Regions from separate parts of the Mus musculus genome. Here region 2 is linked to region 1. Evidence: chromatin contacts called from public HiChIP or PLAC-seq data. All regions are on one chromosome and are shown on one strand. Each heading gives the region's core, a stretch centred on a gene start, on an enhancer-like site or on the middle of the called end of the contact. The rest is flanking DNA. Distances are from core to core; before and after follow the strand shown.

Region 1 (3,424 bases), core at 234-2,733:
GCCCATACTCACAGTGGCACACTTACTCCAACAGGGCCACATCTTCTAATAGTGCCATTCCCTAGGTTGAGCATATACAAACCATTACAGCTCCCTACCTTGATGATAATGGACTAAATCTCTGAAACTGTAAGAAAGCCCCCAATTAAATGCTTTTTGTAAAAAAAGAGTTACCTTGGTCACAGTGTCTCTTCACAGCAATAGACAGTGACTAAGACACCAAAAGAATTTGAGGGGTAATATATATCCAAGCTATTGTGCTATTTTAACTTAATCTCTAAAGCACCCACATTGCCCTGTATTCCCAGAACACTCCTCTGGACCCTCCCCTGTCTTTGGTTTCTTCTCTGTTTCTTTGGCTGGAAGGCTCTTTGCTTGTCCTTGTCCACAGAACCATGTGGCTAATCATAGCTCAGCTCAAACTTACTTTCTTACATACTATCCTTTTTTGGGGGGTGGGGTGGGGGTATGGGGGTAGTTGGTTTCAAGACAGGGTTTCTCTGTGTAGCTTTGACTGTCCAGGAACTCACTCTGTAGACCAGACTGGCCCAGAACTCAGAGATCTGCCTGCCTCTGCTTCCGGAGTACTGGGATACAAGGCTTGTGCTCCTACCTCCTAGCTGATGTCCCAGTGTTTAACCCTATTGCACCCCACTTTCTATTTCTGGACTGTTTTTACTTACTAGTTTAGGACAGAGAGAAGCAAGAATGTGATAATCACAGTTATTGTATAACCCACCACACTGGTGCTTAAGTAACTAGCATATTTTGATTTTGTTTGGAGTGAGTAATCTAAATATCTGAGAAATTAAGAAGATACATCAGAATAAGATGCTTCAGGGGGCAGAGGAATTGAATATAAGTGTTGGTTCTTTATTTAGTGTGAGGACAACTTGTGAAGTTTAAAAGTATTGCTTTCTAGCTGCCCGTCAAAAATGTTTGTTAGTTGAAAAATTTAGAATCACAGTCTGTCTTCCAAAATGAGCATCTTCATTGTGCCAAGTATTCAAAACAAACTGTATGTTCGCGGAATTGGAGTAATTAAACAAGGTCTCTGATTCCTGAATTGCCTTTTAAGTAGGTACGTGGCATAAGGAATCTTTTATATTATAACTAGCACAAAAGGGACAACAAATATGAAATTTAAACTGTCATTTGTGACTCTCTATTCCAGTGAGGGTAAGCATTACCTGATCGATTGATCACCTTCGCAGGCCACACGTAGGAGACGCTCCCCAAGAACTTCTAAGGTTAATGCTGAGAGGAGGTGACATTACTCCTGGAGGTAGCTAATTTGGCGGCACGCCTTCAAGCGCGCGCGCGCGGGCGGTCATTGGACACCCCTCACGGGGCGGAGCCTCCGCTTGCGGATGCCCAATCACCTGTGGGCTCAGGGTGTAAGGCCCTCTGGTGGCCACGCCCCTAGGCGGTGCGGGAGGGCGGAGGGGCGCTTTTAAGAGGCGGCTGGAGGCCGGCGTAATCAGGCGCGAGGGGCAGCCGGTGTGTCAAGTCCTCTGGCCGCCTTAGGCGGTGTCTGCGGTGTGCGCCTCTCGCCCGCCCGCCCGCCCGCCTGCCCGCGGCTCCAGTGTCCTCGCCTCGGCCTCCCTCCTCCGTCCGCGCGGCTGTCCCAGGCTCCGCGAGCCACCCCGGGACCTTGCGCCCGCAAGCTTTCTCGGTGCCCGACGGGGCCGCCTCGGGACATGGTGCCGTCCCAGGAGGAGCCCGCCGCCGAGCGGGAGACGAACGAGGCGCAGCCGCCCGGGCCCGCGCCCTCGGATGACGCTCCGCTGCCCGGCCCGGGACCCTCGGATGTCTCCGACGTGGCCGCAGAGAAAGTGGAGGTGGAGCTGACGAGGTCAGCGGGCAGTGAGCCCCCCGTTCCCCCCGAGGGCGGCTGGGGCTGGTTGGTGATGCTGGCGGCCATGTGGTGCAACGGGTCGGTGTTTGGCATCCAGAACGCCTACGGGGTGCTCTTCGTGTCCATGCTGGACACCTTCAAGGCCAAGGACGATGACAACATGGCCTTCAAGACAGGTGGGACGTTGCTGCGGGCCGAGGGGAGGAGGGCATGCGGGGTGGGAAATGGGAGCTTTTGGTGCGTCCTCTTGTGTTGGGAGGGTGTGAGCTTTGAGCCTGACCCGTCTCACTTGCAACCTGCAGCTTGGGGCTTCCCTCTGCCAGTTTTGTATGGAACCCAAAGGCAAGCAAGTTGCAGAGTTGTACCTGCCTGAGGCTTTGGACTCCTCCTTTCTGCACAGTGGGCGCCAAGAATCCACAGTACTTTCCTCTTAGTGGTGGGAAATAAACTGAACGTTCCAGCACCAACAACACTGCATTATCACTTTTACAGTCTGCTTTGTGACCGCCACGGTGGTGTGGTTATCTGCCTGCCATGCTGCAGAAGGAAAGGTGTGTTTGGGTAGATGCAGCGCAGGCCAGGACGGGAGATTGGCAAAATGGAAAAGTGGATCCCAAGGTCACAGGGAGTCCCAAAGGCAGCCCATTAAAAGTGGTAGTCGGTTGTCTCTCTGCACGCTCTACTATATTTAGACAGCATAGGAGGCAGCCACGTGGGATGGTAAGAGGAAGATAAGGGGTTGGACCTTCTGTTATGTTGACGTTTTTTTTGCCTTGTGGAAATAAAATGCAAAAGGTGCAGACTCCGCATTTTTGTCAAATGCTTTCTGACTGATTATGCAAAAGTCAAGTCTAGGACCGTCTGCATAACATTTCCCCCATTATTTCATCTCATGCTGCCGGGCAGGTGTTGTCAGCTCTGCTTGGGTGAGAAAATGGAAAGTCAGGGAAATGAAGTGTTTTAGTGAGGACCAGAATAAAGATAGACCTCATCGCCTGACTTGGAGACTGAGAGTCTCTTTGCTAAATCGGGCCACTGCTGCCTTTTGGGAAACTTAATAAGATCAATAATTTCTGTGTTTCACTCTGCTCAGCCTGGCCTTGAACTCAAGATCCTCTTGGCTCAGTTGGGATTATAAGAACATTCTGCACCATACTGGGCAATAATAGTCTTTTAAAAACTACAGCAGGGTCTCACTATTTAATTCTGGCTGGCCTAGAACTCACTATGTAGGACAGGCTGTCCTCAGATTCACAGAGACTTGCTTCTGCTTCTCAAGTGATGGGATTACAGTCATGTAAAAACCCCTTTAGTTTCTGTTTTTACAGTGTGTATTGCTTAGATTTTTGGTGTACACATAAAATAAACAGGATTGTAATTATAAATTGGAAGGTTAAGATGGGGTGGAGGAGAAAAATCCCTTTCTCTTTCATTCATTTCTTCCTTCAGTGCCAGGGATGGAACCGGGCCTTGGGCATGCTGCTCAAGGGCTGCACCAGTCCTCTACATTTAAAGCGATTTCTCATCATCTGAATATATTGTAATGTATTGTACTTTATGCATTTT
Region 2 (3,137 bases), core at 245-2,744, 190 kb after region 1:
CTGATTTGTCTTTGTGTTGTTGTTGTATGACATTAGCCTTAGATAGCCTCCATGGTACTATGTATCTTCACATAAGGAAGTGGAAAGGGATCAGGAGAGTTGGTGATAGGAGAAAAGGTTTTTCAGTAACAGATCAATCTTGATCCATGAGTTAAGCTGTCCGTACCAAGGATGTCTTCTGTTTCTTGGGGGAAACAATCCTGGTCAGGTTTGCTATAAGGTTGCCAAAAGATGTTTAGTTTCAAGAGTCTTGAGAGTTGTCCATCAGGGACTGAGGGCATTAATGTTTTGTGATACCAGAGCAAACACTAGTATGGTCTCTTCCAACAGAGGAAGCCACTTAATGGTGTCATTTCTAAAAGACTATTGTTCAGGATCCAGGTCGTGAAAGTACAGGTCATCTTCAGTGGGCTGCTACAGATTTCTTTCACTTGGTGAATATGCTTTGGCCTTAACTCCTGAGTCACATCACACTTCATTTGAATGGAGTGAGAGATACTTGGAGTCTATCACCAGGGGTGTGGCCCTGCAGGGGATTTGTCACAAGGCTTAGTAAGTCTGTGCTCTCCTATGTGAGTCGATCCAATTGCCACCAATGGGTCACACCAGTGATAGACAATTTGGCCCATCTAGGAACTGGCTTAATGTTACTGTGTTTGTGACAGTGGTGCTGGGAAACAAGTATTGATTGCTATTGCTGAAGAATTGAGGAGGGGAGGATATCCTGAGAAGAAAATACATATTTTTTTTGTCATGGTAGCTGTTTATAGCATTAGCCTTTCTATATAGAAAAGCTTCCATCCACCTAGAAGAGTAGCACTGAATTAGCAAATGAATAAACCTCAAACTGTTCAGGAGTTGCTATGGGATAAGGTTTTTATTATCTTACCAAAATTATGAGTGTGACTAACCAAATATCAGCAATGAGCCCTTTGTGCCATTTCCATAGAGCAGCCATCCATTGATGTTTGTTAATGTTTGACTTATTTCAGCTCTTCCATGATGAGTCTTGGAGTGCTGAGCTTTCACTGTTGGAAGCTATGAGGACCCAGTAACACCAGGCAGCCATCCAAGCTATCCCGAGACCAAGCTTGGCAATGCATTTACATCCTTCACACCCATTTGCATTCTACTACAGGTGCCTGAAACTGCTTATTAACTAGGCTAACATAAGTATTTGATTTGGGTCCATCTTGTGGAGTTTGTTGTAACTACACAGCTTGATAATTTCACCAGTAGCTCACGTGGAATGAAAATCTGCCAAATCATGTTCCCTTGTACTTAATGATTGTGCTTCATATTTAGGAGCCATTTTGTTTCTTCACTAGAATTATAAGTTTTAGCTATTCCATGGAACATCCTTGGAAATACCAGAACTCTGTACTTAGAATCCTTCCACAGATGTCAACACTAAACAAACACAGAGCAAACAACTGCCCACGACAAGACTTAAAATGTCCATGACATGAATCTGATGAAAAGTCACTACAGTAGTGAAGCACTTGACAAGAAAAGCTGGATATTTCTGCCACATACAATGTGGCACAAAACATGACATGACTTGTAGCTATGTCATTTGTGTTGGCCAGAACTCCCAGGTTGATCCTCCTGCCTCAGCCTCCTGATTATTTAGGACGACATGTGTGGACCATTGTTGTAGGTTCGTCTATACAGTTAAAGATAAGAATCAGAATTATGACTGCTGGTGGCATAGTAGAAGCATTTCATTTGTACGAGTCTCTGAACTATTACCACAGCGACATAAATGCAACTCACGGAGATCTTAACATTGCTTATTTGACTGTGTTTCCCATATTATATATCAAATTCACCCAATTAATTTGCCTCTACTATATTTATAGGAATATAGATCATGTTTTTGAGAAAGTCCAAATGACTTTCTGAAAGACCTCAGATTAATTCAAGGTAAAGAAAAACATGATTTAATTTGAAGAAGGTCATAAAAATATCAAAAGTTTAACACGTTTGATCAAGGTAGAATTGCTGGTCATAGTGAACAATAGTCTTTCATTTAACCAAAGTGATATTAACACTTCAAACTAAATTTTAAAAATCACAAACTGAGGGGTAAACTTGGATCTGTTAGTAAAGAGAACTCGGTTTCCTTAAAGGTGCTTTTTAAAATGTCACAAGTACAGCATGAATCACAGGAAATGATCTTGGTCATTTCTATGAATCTTTGTTTCTTGGGCCAACTACCGTAAATGAAACAATAACAACAGACCCTTCATACTTCCTATTGCACACCATCCACTGTACCAGGAAAACAAGAAGACCAAATCCTAGTTCTACAGTGAGTGTTAGCATTAATGCTCAATTTCTAGGAAAACTTCCAAACAATTCTCTTCTACTCTCAGCCAGCTAGGCCCACAGAGAGTTCTTTTCAGAGATTCTTTTAGTACAGACATCCTGCTGGACTCTAATCCTTTCTACTTTGGCCATATGTTCTTAGTTTAGAGAACTCAGAGAAAAGTGAATTCATTTTTCCTTCGTCATGCATTACTTTACAATTTTCCTTACTATTTTGGTGATAGTAAGGATCACCATGGCCAAGGAAACTTATAAAATAAAGACGTTATTTGAGAATCACAGTTTCAGAGAGCTAGAATCTATAACCACCATGGCAGGGAACATGACAGCAGAGACAGGCAAGCATGGCACTGAAGCAGTAGCTGGGATATTATGTGTTGAGACAACAACCACATACCAGAGTCAGAGAGACAGAGACAGAGAGACAGAGAGAGAATAAACACTGGGAATGTCTAGGGCTTCTAAAATACTGAAAAAAAATACAACAGATTAGTTTAATTTATAGTAGCCCTAAGGAAAGAAAAAGTAATAGACATTGATATATATATAATATATATATATATTATATATATATATATATATATATATATATAAGTATATAGTATATTACATTTAATGGTGAAAAAATCTATAAAAATATAAAATATTTTTTAAAAATCTATTTTAAAACTTCAGTTTTATTAACCAGACTACCCAAATCATATAAAGCCAAACGGAATGTGGTTAATCTTTTTTTAGACATTTGTAATACTATTCTCTTTTTAGATTTATTTCTTTTATTCTTTGTGTATTAGTGCTTAGTCTGC

Evidence for each region. HiChIP or PLAC-seq counts read pairs in DNA pulled down with a chosen protein or histone mark.
Region 2: a contact with region 1 is called in an H3K4me3 HiChIP or PLAC-seq map of the SCID.adh cell line, with 9 read pairs. The contact joins the enhancer-like site here to the promoter of Slc16a10 in region 1. A contact is called at or near these places in 4 of 39 promoter capture datasets (embryonic stem cells, liver and pre-B cells), 1 of 15 datasets of contacts at CTCF or cohesin (the NIH/3T3 cell line), 21 of 484 Hi-C or Micro-C datasets (DN3 thymocytes, the G1E-ER4 cell line, the HPC-7 cell line and 13 more), 4 of 115 datasets of contacts at active chromatin or transcription factors (the SCID.adh cell line, bone marrow-derived macrophages, effector CD8 T cells and 1 more) and 3 of 9 other capture datasets (adipose tissue, embryonic stem cells and macrophages).

Annotation. Positions count from the first base shown.
Region 1 is chr10:40,140,313-40,143,736 of GRCm38.p6, reverse strand. It overlaps Slc16a10 (solute carrier family 16 (monocarboxylic acid transporters), member 10), which reads left to right and starts at 1,483. Exons shown (of 6, transcript NM_001114332.1): 1 at 1,483-2,034. The coding sequence starts at 1,701.
Region 2 is chr10:39,954,603-39,957,739 of GRCm38.p6, reverse strand. It overlaps the pseudogene Mfsd4b3-ps. Among named protein-coding and RNA genes, the nearest start is that of Mfsd4b5, 30 kb to the left of the region's middle. Within about 2 kb of position 1,494, at least 2 of the 459 cell types and tissues checked have an H3K27ac peak or open chromatin away from gene starts, as enhancers often do. A contact at or near this core is called in the SCID.adh cell line, where this site is marked.